Linked DNA regions of Sus scrofa: region 2 is linked to region 1. The links are chromatin contacts, called in public Hi-C maps. All regions are on one chromosome and are shown on one strand. The core of a region is the stretch at or near the end of the contact, and the rest is flanking DNA. Distances in the headings are between cores, read along the strand shown. Region 1 holds the start of PRKCH (protein kinase C eta type). Region 2 overlaps PRKCH (protein kinase C eta type).

Region 1 (5,304 bases), core at 1,690-4,189:
TTAAATGAAAACTCCTGATAGCCTTCCAACGGCTTACCCCATTTTGCCAAAGCAGACCATTTCATTATAATTATCATTTCATCACCTCAAAGTGAGAAGGATAGCACCTGCCTCACAAAGACAGTATGAAGACCAAGACGCAAAAGCATTTTAGCACTGTATAGAGTGCTCTAGAAATCATAATTTAGTTGCAGCAGAAAATTTGCCTCATGGGAACTATGTGAAAAGCACAGGCAAGTAGGAGGTTGTGGTACTATTTATCAATAAACAGAAACGCCAACGGGTGAGGCGAGAAGTGAGGCTGTGGTGGAGGGAGGGGGATGTTCACAAACTGCTGAGGACCCCTCCAAGCCTTCCAGACCAGTAACAGCAGAAACACAGACTGCAAGATTCACACCTCTCAAGCTGAAACTGAACTGAAGTTACTTGCAAACACATGTAAACCTCATCTCCTTGGAAAACTGCTAAACAAAACTTTGCGAACTGCAGACCCAGGCACTCTGATCCCTGCCAGTGGGATGTAATGGATGTGCATGCCGAAACACGTGTGCACGTCTGAGCGGCTGAACCAACACGTATCCATAAACATTATGAATAACCCTAGCGAGAATGCACGGCTTTCACCTAAGGAGCGCTTGAAAAACTTTACCCAAATCATCCACTTTCCCTTCCTTGAGTCTCCAGCATGTTACCCGCGTGCAGAGACTTAGGGTACCTTAGCCAAAGTCTGGGCGGAGGAGGATGAGAGCCCCTACCCGATTTCCCCATTAACTCAAGCTGCCATCTGGAAAGGGGGCCCTGTCCAGGATGGCTTTCCAGAGACACACCTGCGCCCTCACCCACCCACCGTTGTCGCGTCACAGGTGCCACAGCCACCTGGGAGAGAACCAAAGTCTGGAGGGAATTCCCTGCACCATGGAACTTGGGAAAAAGACGGGGAAAGCGGAAGCCCGGCGAGTTTTGAAAAGTGAAGATGGGAGAGGGTGTGGGGTAGCCGCAAAGGGAAGAGTTCACGGGTACTCACCCAGCCCTCGAAGGTGTCCGAGGCGCCGGCCGTGCGCAGCAGCTCCTGGAATTGCAAGGTGCAGTTGGCCACAAAGTGGTCGTAGCCCAGGGGCGTCTCGTGGAAGACAGCCAGCTCCAGGTAGCCACCATCAGTGACGTTGGCACAGAACTCCTCATTGTACGTGGGTTTGTTGGTCTTCTGCTTGGTGCTGGTCTGCCCCACGCGTACTTGGTCCACGCTCACGGTCAGGTAGGGGTCCAGCAGCTGATAGCCCTTTTTGAAGAGTGAGTGGCGCAGGGACCAGCGGGTGGGCTGCAGCCCCACCGCCTCGCCAATGCGGACCCTCAAGTAGCCGTTGAACTTCATGGTGCCGGACGACATGCCGGCGCCGCTGCCCCGGCCCTGGGGGACCTCGCGTGCTCACAGCGGGAGAGCGGGGAGCCCTCGCTCAGGCCAGCCCTCTCGGCGGCCGCAGGAGTGGAGGCAGCTCCCGGGAAAAGTAGCGCCCAAGCCCCCCGCGACTGGCCATTCTGCCTCCTCCACCGGACCTTCCCTCCCCTCCTTCCCTCCCTCCCTCCCTCGCGAGGTGGAAAGGAGGGGAGCCGGGCGCCGAGCCCTCAGCCGGCCGGGGTCGCCCGATCGTCCCTCTCGAGCGCGCGGCGCCTCCCGTGGGCTCGCACAGGTCTCGCCCCTTCTCCAGGGCCGGGAAGCGCCTCTCCCCGGAGAGCCGGAGCGACTCGTCCGGTTAGCTCAAGCCCGAAGCGTCTCCTGCCTCCGCCTCTCCGGCTTCTGCTCCTACCCCCGCCTCCGCGGGCTCACGCTCTCCCCCACTCGGCCGGCTTCAAACCAGGAAGCAGCTGCCGCCGCATCCTCAGCAAAAGCCTCGCGCCGCCAGGCTCCAAGTTCACAGCAACCCCGCGCGGGCTCGCGCGCCTTCCGAAGCCTGGGGGCGTGGCGCGCGGCCGGCGGCCTGGCCCTGCTGTCGGTCAGTAGCGGGGCGCACGCCACCCCAGGGAGCCCCGCGCTGCCGGCTCTCACCGCGCTGCGCGCGCTCCTTGCCACCGGGTCTGGCTGGGCTCTCTGGGCTGGAGGCTACCCCAGGTGCAGGCCAAAAAGGGTAGGGCTGGTGGCCCAGCCCGAGCAAACACCTGAGGCGCGGGAGACAGGTCCGGGGAGGGCTGGAGGACAGGAGGAGGAGCAGGGAACCCGCATGGTTGGGAATCGCCCGCGCCCTCCCTCCCACGGTAGGAGGTGTGCTGGCGACCCAGCCGGGCCCTCTGGGAGAGGCCCTGGCCAGAGGCGGGTGCATGGCGGGGAGGTTCCTTTTGCTAATCTTTACAGGGATGGCTCATCCCAGGTTCAGCTCGGGCCCATCCTGTTTGTGCGCCTTTCCTGCAGAGAGTAATTACACGGTGGTTGTGTGTGTGTGCGTGTGTGTGTTTTAATAGGATAGTAGTAATGATGGAAATCCTGTCTGCCTCCTTCCTCAGAGAGGTGTGTCTTGTTGCACAAAGAGCAGGAAAGGTGGGTTCTGAAGACAGACATGGCTAAGACGTAATAAATTTCTTCCTGTGCGGTGTGGTTCCTGGTCCACCCAGCCTTACACAACAAGGGCAGAAGAATGTTCATACACACACACAGTTCCTGGCACATGTGCACCAAAGAAATCGTCTCTTCTAGGAACACTCTGGGCTGTTGCTCTGTTTATAAGTCAGACGGGACTGCTTTCAGGTTTTTTGTTTTCCACTCATGGCTTCTGCAGTTTTGTCCCATGGGAGCTCCTTTCCATTTAATCTTCTCTCCAGGAGAATCTTACTCCCTGGGGACCAGCTCAACCAATTTGTCTACTCTCAAGCCTAAACCATTTTTAAGATACTTAATTACATTCTCTCTGGCAATTCTAAGTCTCCTGGGAGCAGGTCAGTCTTTCTAACCCCTTACCCCCAGTGCCAAGTTTGGGGGCTCTCAAACCTAAGTTCACATTTTACTCAGGCACACTACAGAATGAAAACAAATAAGAACAATGGGTTGGTGGGGAGGGCCTGCCTTAAAAACAGCTAAACTTCCTTAGGAGAGCAGGGCAGGAATGCAACACATCACCCTAATGACTCCTTAGTTTTAGACAGGGCTTGTAAAGCAAGCTCTCCAACATCCAGGGAGCTCCAAGGTGGCCCTAGCGCTCCAGGGGAAGAGGTCAAGAGGACCATTTAGGTCATCCTCCTCCAGAGAGTGAAACTCTAGCTTTAAGAACCACTAAAGGGTTTGCTGCTGTTGGGCTTTAGCAATGAAAGAAGACAGTCCCAAATGGTGGGCAGTGACCCAGCCAACCTGGTCTTGGGTGATGAGGGACACCAGACATTCTATTTTTGCCCTGTCAGTTGGCAGCAGGCATGTGGCAGTGGGGAAAGAGCAGTGAGCAGGATAGGCATGGTGTCTGCCCTCCTGGGATTACAGTTCCTCAAAGGATCAAAAACAACAAATAGAGGGTGCAGTGGAGGAACTGGCCAGGGTGCCACAGGATATTGTAACCTGGAGATGGGGTGGTCAGGGAAGGGTTCCCTAAAGAATTTCACAGCAGAAGCCTCAGTATATTCAGGGTTCCTGAGAAAAGGGACAGTTTGACCTGTTTGGGGAGTAGGGAGGATTCCATGTAGCTGGAGGGGTGAGTGGCTAAATGAGCCAGAAAAGGTAGGTCAGGATTCAAGACTGACCAGACTGGTAGGTCTTTGGACATTAACTATGAACAGCTGGAAGCTTCTGGAAGCCAGAAGCCTCTGGGCCAGGACAGGATGAGAATGGGGTTTTAAAATTTCTCTCTGGGGCTGTGTGAATAATGGATTGGGGAGTTTGCATTGTGGCTCATCAGATTAAGAACCCGACAGTCTCTGTGAGGATGCGGGTTTGATCCCTGGCCTCACTCAGTGGGTTAAGGATCCAGTGTTGCTGCAAGCTGTGACATTGGCCACAGATGCGGCTCAGATCTGGTGTTGCTGTGGCTGTGGCATAGGCCGGCAGCTGCAGCTCTGATTCAACCCCTAGCTCAGGAACTTCCATATGCTGCAGGTGAGGCCCTAAAAGGAAAAAGAAAAAAAAAAAAAAAAAGAGAATGGGCTGGAAGGATGAAGAACAGGTGTGGGGAGAGCAGTAAGGAGGCTGTTTGTGAAGTCCAAAGCAGAGATGATGGAGACTGGACTCAAGTGGTGTGATGGAGATGAGTCCATGGAATTGAGAAGTGTTTAGGTGGTAGAACTGACAAGTGATGGATCGATGGAGGGAATGAGGAAGAGGAAAGTGTTAAGGAGGACTCGCAGGAAATCAGCTTGAGCAACTCTGTGGATTATGGAGCCATTAGTGATTAGGAAACTCTAGGAGATGAGCAAATTTGTGGAGGGGGATGAAGAGTTTAATTTGAAACATGTCAGGCTTGATACAGCTTTGACACTTAAGTGGAAATCTGAAGTGGGAAATGGGCTATGCAGTTGTGAAGGTCAGAGGTGGAGTCTGAGCTAAAGGCATAAATGGAAGAGCCTTTGGGGGATAGTTCACTGTCAAAACTAGAAGAGTGGGGAGTTCCCATTGTGGCGCAGTGGTTAACGAATCCGACTAGGAACCATGAGGTTGCGGGTTCAATCCCTGGCCTTTTTCAGTGGGTTAAGGATTCGGCGTTACCGTGGGCTGTGGTGTAGATCACAGACGCGGCTCGGATCCTGCGTTGCTGTGGCTCTGGCGTAGGCCGGTGGCTACAGCTCTGATTCGACCCCTAGCCTGGGAACTTCCATATGCCACAGGAGTGGCCCAAGAAAAGGCAAAAAGACAAAAAACAAACAAAAAAAAAAAACTAGAAGAGTGGATGAGCTCTCCCTTTGGGGAAAAGATAGGAAGAGAGTGTAGATGGAGAAAAGCAAAAAAGCAGGGGCTTAGGACAGAGCCTTCCAGAAACTTCAACATTTCTAGGTGAAGGAGAGGCAGACAGGGGGTGTTGAGAAGTGGCAGGTGAGAATGAGAGAAAAACCCAAAGAATGTGGTGTCCAGTTATTCTGGAAAGCAACCCAAAAGTTCTCAACAGGGAAGGAAAGGTTAGCTAGGTCAGCGGATGCTAAGATTCAGTAAACAAGACTAAAGAAGGCCTGTGGAGTTGGCAAGGGACAGGTCTTGAGTAATCTTTGAGCCGATTCAGTAGAAAGGTAGAGGTGGAAGCCTGTGTGGAGTAGACTGAGGTGAGAAATAAGAAGCGGAAGGAGTGGAGTTCCCGTTGTGGCTCAGCGGGTTAAGGACTCGATGTAGTCTCCGTGAGGACG
Region 2 (5,304 bases), core at 866-3,365, 130 kb before region 1:
TCTTCTAACAAAGGGGATGTAATAGCACCTGCCATATGGGTTGTTATGAGGAGCAAATGAAAAACCACACCTAAAGCTCTTAGATCAATAAACCCAAGTTGTGTTGTCATCATTACTGTCATGATCATCATAATTGTCTATTTTCTTAAGATAACTTTCTGGAAAGGGAACTCTTTGGACTAAAGTGTTAATTTTGAAGATTTCTGATATATGGTCTACTTGCCCTCATAAAAGGTTAACCACCAACACAATGAGAGTTCCAATTGCAGCCCACAGAATGGGAAGTAGATGTGGCCTCTTGAGTGAGATCTCCAGCCTCATCCCACTCTATCAAGCCCCATCCTGGTGAGGGTGCTACATAAAGGCAAGGTGATGTGCAGATGTCCTCCCTGGGATATTTATAAGACAAACGGCCACCAACCAAGAGACCAAAAATCTAACATCTTGGAGTATATGAAATATTAAAAAAAAAAAAGTTCCGTGTGGCAGTGGTTAACGAATCGATAGAACATGAGTACGGTTCGGTCCTGCCTTGCAGGGTTAACGATCCGTGGTGAGCTGTGTAGATTGCAACCTCATTCGGTGTGTTTAGGGTTACAGTCATTCGACCTAGCGGAACTCATATGCCGCAAAAAAAAAAACAACAACAAAAAAAAAAAAAAAAAAAAAAAAAAAAAAAAAAAAAAAAAAAAAAAGTCATCAGGACAATTTCTAAGTAATGTTTGCACAGTTAGACGACAGCCTGAAACTACAAGGATTTGACTTACTCCACCCAGTGAAACAGTGACTGAAGATAACAGACGGATCAGTTTTAAAATCCACTGTTGTGGCTCAGTGGAAACGAATCTGACTAGCATCCATGAGGACAGAGGTTCCATCCCTGGCCTTGCTCAGTAGGTTAAGGATCCACATTGCTGTGAGCAGTGGTGTAGGTCAAAGATGCAGCTCAGATCTGGCGTTGCTGTGACTGTAGCATAGGCCAGCAGCTGTAGCTCCAATTCGACCCCTAGCCTGAGAACCTTCATATGTTGCCAGGTGCGGCCCTTTAAAAAAAAAAAAATCCAATTGCTTTAATGGTTCTCCTCAAGATCTCTAACAATAAAGTTTTCAAAAAGAAAATTTTTTACCAGCTTGAATTTCACTTCCTCCATTTAAATACTTCCCCTGGTTGGGCTGGCCCTGGCCAGAAGACTCTAAGCCAGTGTTTCTCAATCTTTTTTTTTTTTCTCTTTTGATAGACTAAAGATGTCTCTTTTTAATGTTGAACTGTCAAATAACAGGTAATGTAGGTTTTCTCACTATTAAGTTTCAGAACAGTATAAAGATACTTGTTTCAAGTGACAGGTGGCCCTGCCTATTCCTAGAGGTGGTGCCACATTGCCCAGCTTATCCCCAGGGTGTTTCAAAAGCCTGGGGCAGGCTGAAATCCTTATCTTGTGATTTCAGGCACAGCTGTCCCATGCATTAGAAATCCCGCACACGGTATAGCATCCTGCCTGCCTGTGCATAAGAAAGACACACAGACTTGAAGGACTGTACCAGTGCCTTTGAAATCAAGATATGCAATGTCAGTCTAAGCCCCTGACCTACCAGGTAAGGGGCCTTTCAGTAAAAAGGAAATGGAGTGGTTAGTGATGACATTGTCTGGATAACCAAGAACCTGACAGTGATAGCACTTCCCTTCCTAAGAGATATCCACTTCCCAGAGATATGTGACCATTAAATCTAGAATTTTCCCAAACCAGACCTCAAGCTACACATTTGAGAAACCACAACAGTAATCATGGCTCCTTCTTAGTTCTCTGCAATGCCCTGGCCAGAAAGGCAGCAATAGGACAGAGGCCTGGGCTGTGGCTGAGGTGCTAAAGGACAACAGCAGGTGGAGATCACCCAGGGAGGTGACAGGACAAAATACATCCACAGCGGTAGATACGCTCCACCCACTCCCAAGAGCAGAGAGGAAGAACCCCACTCCCACCCCCGCCTCTGGCTGCTGCTGAACTTGAGATTAATTCTTGATCTATAAACAAAAACTGCACAACTACTGGATTCCAGGGCTGTGGAGAAGCCCAGGTCTTCCAGTTCAATTCCTTCAGAGAGGAGGAAGCAGAGCCCTGTATTTACTGGTCAACTGCACTGCTGGGGCCCCTGCCAAGACCATGAACTCAGGCCCCTGGATTCCAGGCTTTTCACCCAACCACAATGACAGGAAACTGATTTAAAAAAAAAAAAAAAAAAAGGTTCTTTTTCTGCTTCTTGCTGTATCTGCAGGCTCATTATTCTTTGTCATATAATTGTGCAGAGAATCTTATTTGTGGAACAAAATGCTTTTTCAAAATGCAATCAGTCTGTTTACTGTATTTGCTGAGATTATGCCACACATGATACCAGGGCTCAGCACATCTGAACAACATCTAAATTACAACACAGGGGGAAAAAAAACAGCAAAATCTCACCGAGGTTGGAGAAATATTTCCGGGTTGGAGGCCCATTCCCGCCAGAGTCTTGGCTAGCTCCACCGCGTTTACCCCGCAGTTCGGGGCCACGTTTGCCTGACATCGAATGTGTACATTCATTTTACATACTGGAGGGAAGAGGAGAAGGGATCCACATTGAGAAAGGAGCCGTGTCCACGGGGGCTGTGAAAAAGAACTGTGAGAACCTGAAAGACTGTGAGCGAGGAACTGCACAGGCTGAACAATGCCATTTTCTCATCAAACTAAACTGACACAATGATCCCTGACATTTTCTCTATTTCTGTTTTGTGCAGAAGCAGAAAGCCTTGTACACTGAAGAATCATAAATTTCAAATACCTTCTTTTCTCCCCCGTCGTGACCTGATGAAAGACATTGACCTACATCATATTTTAACAGTCATCACTGATTTCACAGCACAATTCAAAATGTTCATCACAGCAACAGCTCTGCCACCTGAATAAAAAGGAATTGTGCCAAGTGCCTTTATATGGTTCCTTGTGTTTCTCAGTAGAAGGTGGCAATCTAAAGTCACATGTAGATGGCTATTGAGACAAGATGGTGCTTCTGAGAGAAAAATCTCTAAGTAAAGCTTTCTGAGCGCTACCTTTGGGTAACCCTCATAGCACAGAACGCGGTATCCTGTGTGGGGCTGTGTTTCTCGGGGCTTGCAGCCTGTGGCTTCATGGGTGAAAAAAAAAAGTAACTTTTTTAAAGGTCAAAGTAAGTGGCAGTTGGAAGAGGAGAGTGAAGCAAACTAGGCTCCTGGTGTACAGGATGCTAAGTTGGGATGATGAAACAACCGAGGTTTAATCAGCGCAAAGTTTTGGTATGGGTTCTTGCCCTGGGCCCTGCTGATGGGGGGTAGAAGATGCAGCAAAATATGTGTTTGGGGTGTGTCAGCCCATCTTCGGAAGCATGCACAGATCCAGGTTTTGTGGGGCCTGAATTTATGCAATTTAGGGTTGCCCTTTCTAAGAAAAAGAATATTCAGTCAAGTAGAGAGCCTGGAAGGTTCTTGGAGCTAATGAAGCTCTGAGGCTTAAGCTTCATAGCTTCCTAGGAAAGCCACCTCTCTCAGGAAGGCTGATGCAGAGACACACAAGCCTGCAGTCACCTTTCTGAAGCACCACATGACAAGAAAGGCAATACAGGAGCCAGAACCCTGCAGGCCTGCCACCCTCAGTACCACCAGGGACAAGAATGATGTAGATGAACCCCAGCCTTGGCTCTGCAGGTCAGCAACAACCATACAAAAGCACACCCGGGTGACAGCATCCAGCTAATGGTCAAGCAGTGCCTGAAACAAAGCTATATGTGAGTCGGCTGCTGTTTTAGTTGAAAAAGAATGATTCCATGTATCTCTGAGAAAAGAATAATTAAATGGTGCTCTAGGGAAATGAGAGAATTTGCCTTTCTTAAAGACAAGTGATCTTTAAGACAAGTGATCTTTTTGTTAAGAGAAGCAGACTTGGTGAGTCCAGGCCATTTTTACTGACACAAAGTCTGCCTTCCCTGGTGACTCAGAGTGTGTCTAAGGCTTCAGGCTGAAATTCTCATATATTTCAGCAGGGGACAGTGCACCCTATGACAGCCAAATTGTCACAGCAACACTCAGTGGGAGATGACTCAAGGCCAACAGCCCCTCAACTCCTAACAGGGCAAGGATAAGCTCTCATCCCCTGCCCCTTTGCTGAGGCACAAGTTCCAAACTCAGGCTCCACTGGGCACAGCTGCTGAAGTGCAAGCCCATGGCCAAAGCTTGTGTCCTTCATTCCACCTGTGCCTCTGATATCTATCAAGCTCTTTGAGAAGATGCAGGGCAGCTCTAGTTATGCTTTTATAACTAAATTCCTGCTTATCTCTGGTGACCAACTCTCCTGCCAGTTCTTACTCATAACCCCACCTACTCCACTGGCCACCTCACCTCCTACCACTTTTCATTTCTGACCAGAACTCATTTTTACCTCTTTCAAGTACCTTTGTAAATACGCAGCCTGTACTCAGCACTAAATAGATGATGGCCAGCTGGCTAGCTAACTAAATGGAATATTTAATTTAGCAACTAATATTCCGTAGTTAGGGAATATGTGGATCACATGTAGCTCTCTTTATGTGCCTGACAAGGAACACATAAATATAGAACCACTAAGACATTAATGTACAAAGTATCTAAAACCAATGGTCCTAAGTCAGATTCTGAACTAAAGAATCCTGAGAGCTCGTAGCACCATGGTGCTCTCATGAAGAAGTTGGTACCAGGCACCCCAGCATCTCACTTTTACACTGAAGTCCTTGTCGCATTATCCCCCAGAGCAGGGAGCCGCAGTGATCACAGAATGTTGGCACTTTGTAGTTGTGGACACTGAACTTGTGTGGGATGTTGATTCCAAACCTCTGCTCAGCAATCTGTAAGAAAGAAACAGGAGGGCAAGAGCTGAAATTCCATACCAACACCTTTTGTGGAAACTGTAACAGCAGTTCACCAGAGGTAAAGTGGTACTATGACACTTGAGCTGGGTATATTATTTTACTGCTCAGCCACGATGAATTACTCAGGCCTTACTAAGCAGACTAAGCATATTTTCTAATGAGAAAGACTGGACAGACACCTGTGCTATATAATAGGTTGTTCATCATTTTAGGAGATTAATAGAAATGTACATTTTCATTTCATCTTTTACATTCCAGCTGTATTTCTCTCCCTGCCAATGCCCACATGCCCATCTTAGAACCCTTTAATTTGAGTCTGTTATAGACAACATACACTTGCTATCATCACAAGTTCTTACAGAAATTGTGTTATGAGGACAGGGGTTGGGGAGAGGG

The links. Hi-C and Micro-C count contacts between places; a contact is called where the count stands out from the background.
Region 2: a Hi-C map of liver shows a contact between it and region 1, with 1.9 times the contacts expected there. The contact joins the enhancer-like site here to the promoter of PRKCH in region 1. A contact is called at or near these places in 8 of 47 Hi-C or Micro-C datasets (alveolar macrophages, fetal skeletal muscle, heart right ventricle and 3 more) and 2 of 2 datasets of contacts at active chromatin or transcription factors (alveolar macrophages and skeletal muscle).

What each region holds. Positions count from the first base shown.
Region 1 is chr1:190,202,676-190,207,979 of Sscrofa11.1, reverse strand. PRKCH (protein kinase C eta type) reads right to left here and starts at 2,939. Exons shown (of 14, transcript XM_021062478.1): 1 at 1,025-2,939. The coding sequence starts at 1,387.
Region 2 is chr1:190,335,967-190,341,270 of Sscrofa11.1, reverse strand. PRKCH (protein kinase C eta type) reads right to left here. Exons shown (of 14, transcript XM_021062478.1): 6 at 4,755-4,884; 7 at 2,457-2,584. Among named protein-coding and RNA genes, the nearest start is that of PRKCH, 130 kb to the right of the region's middle. Within about 2 kb of position 2,115, at least 6 of the 83 cell types and tissues checked have an H3K27ac peak or open chromatin away from gene starts, as enhancers often do. A contact at or near this core is called in liver, where this site is marked.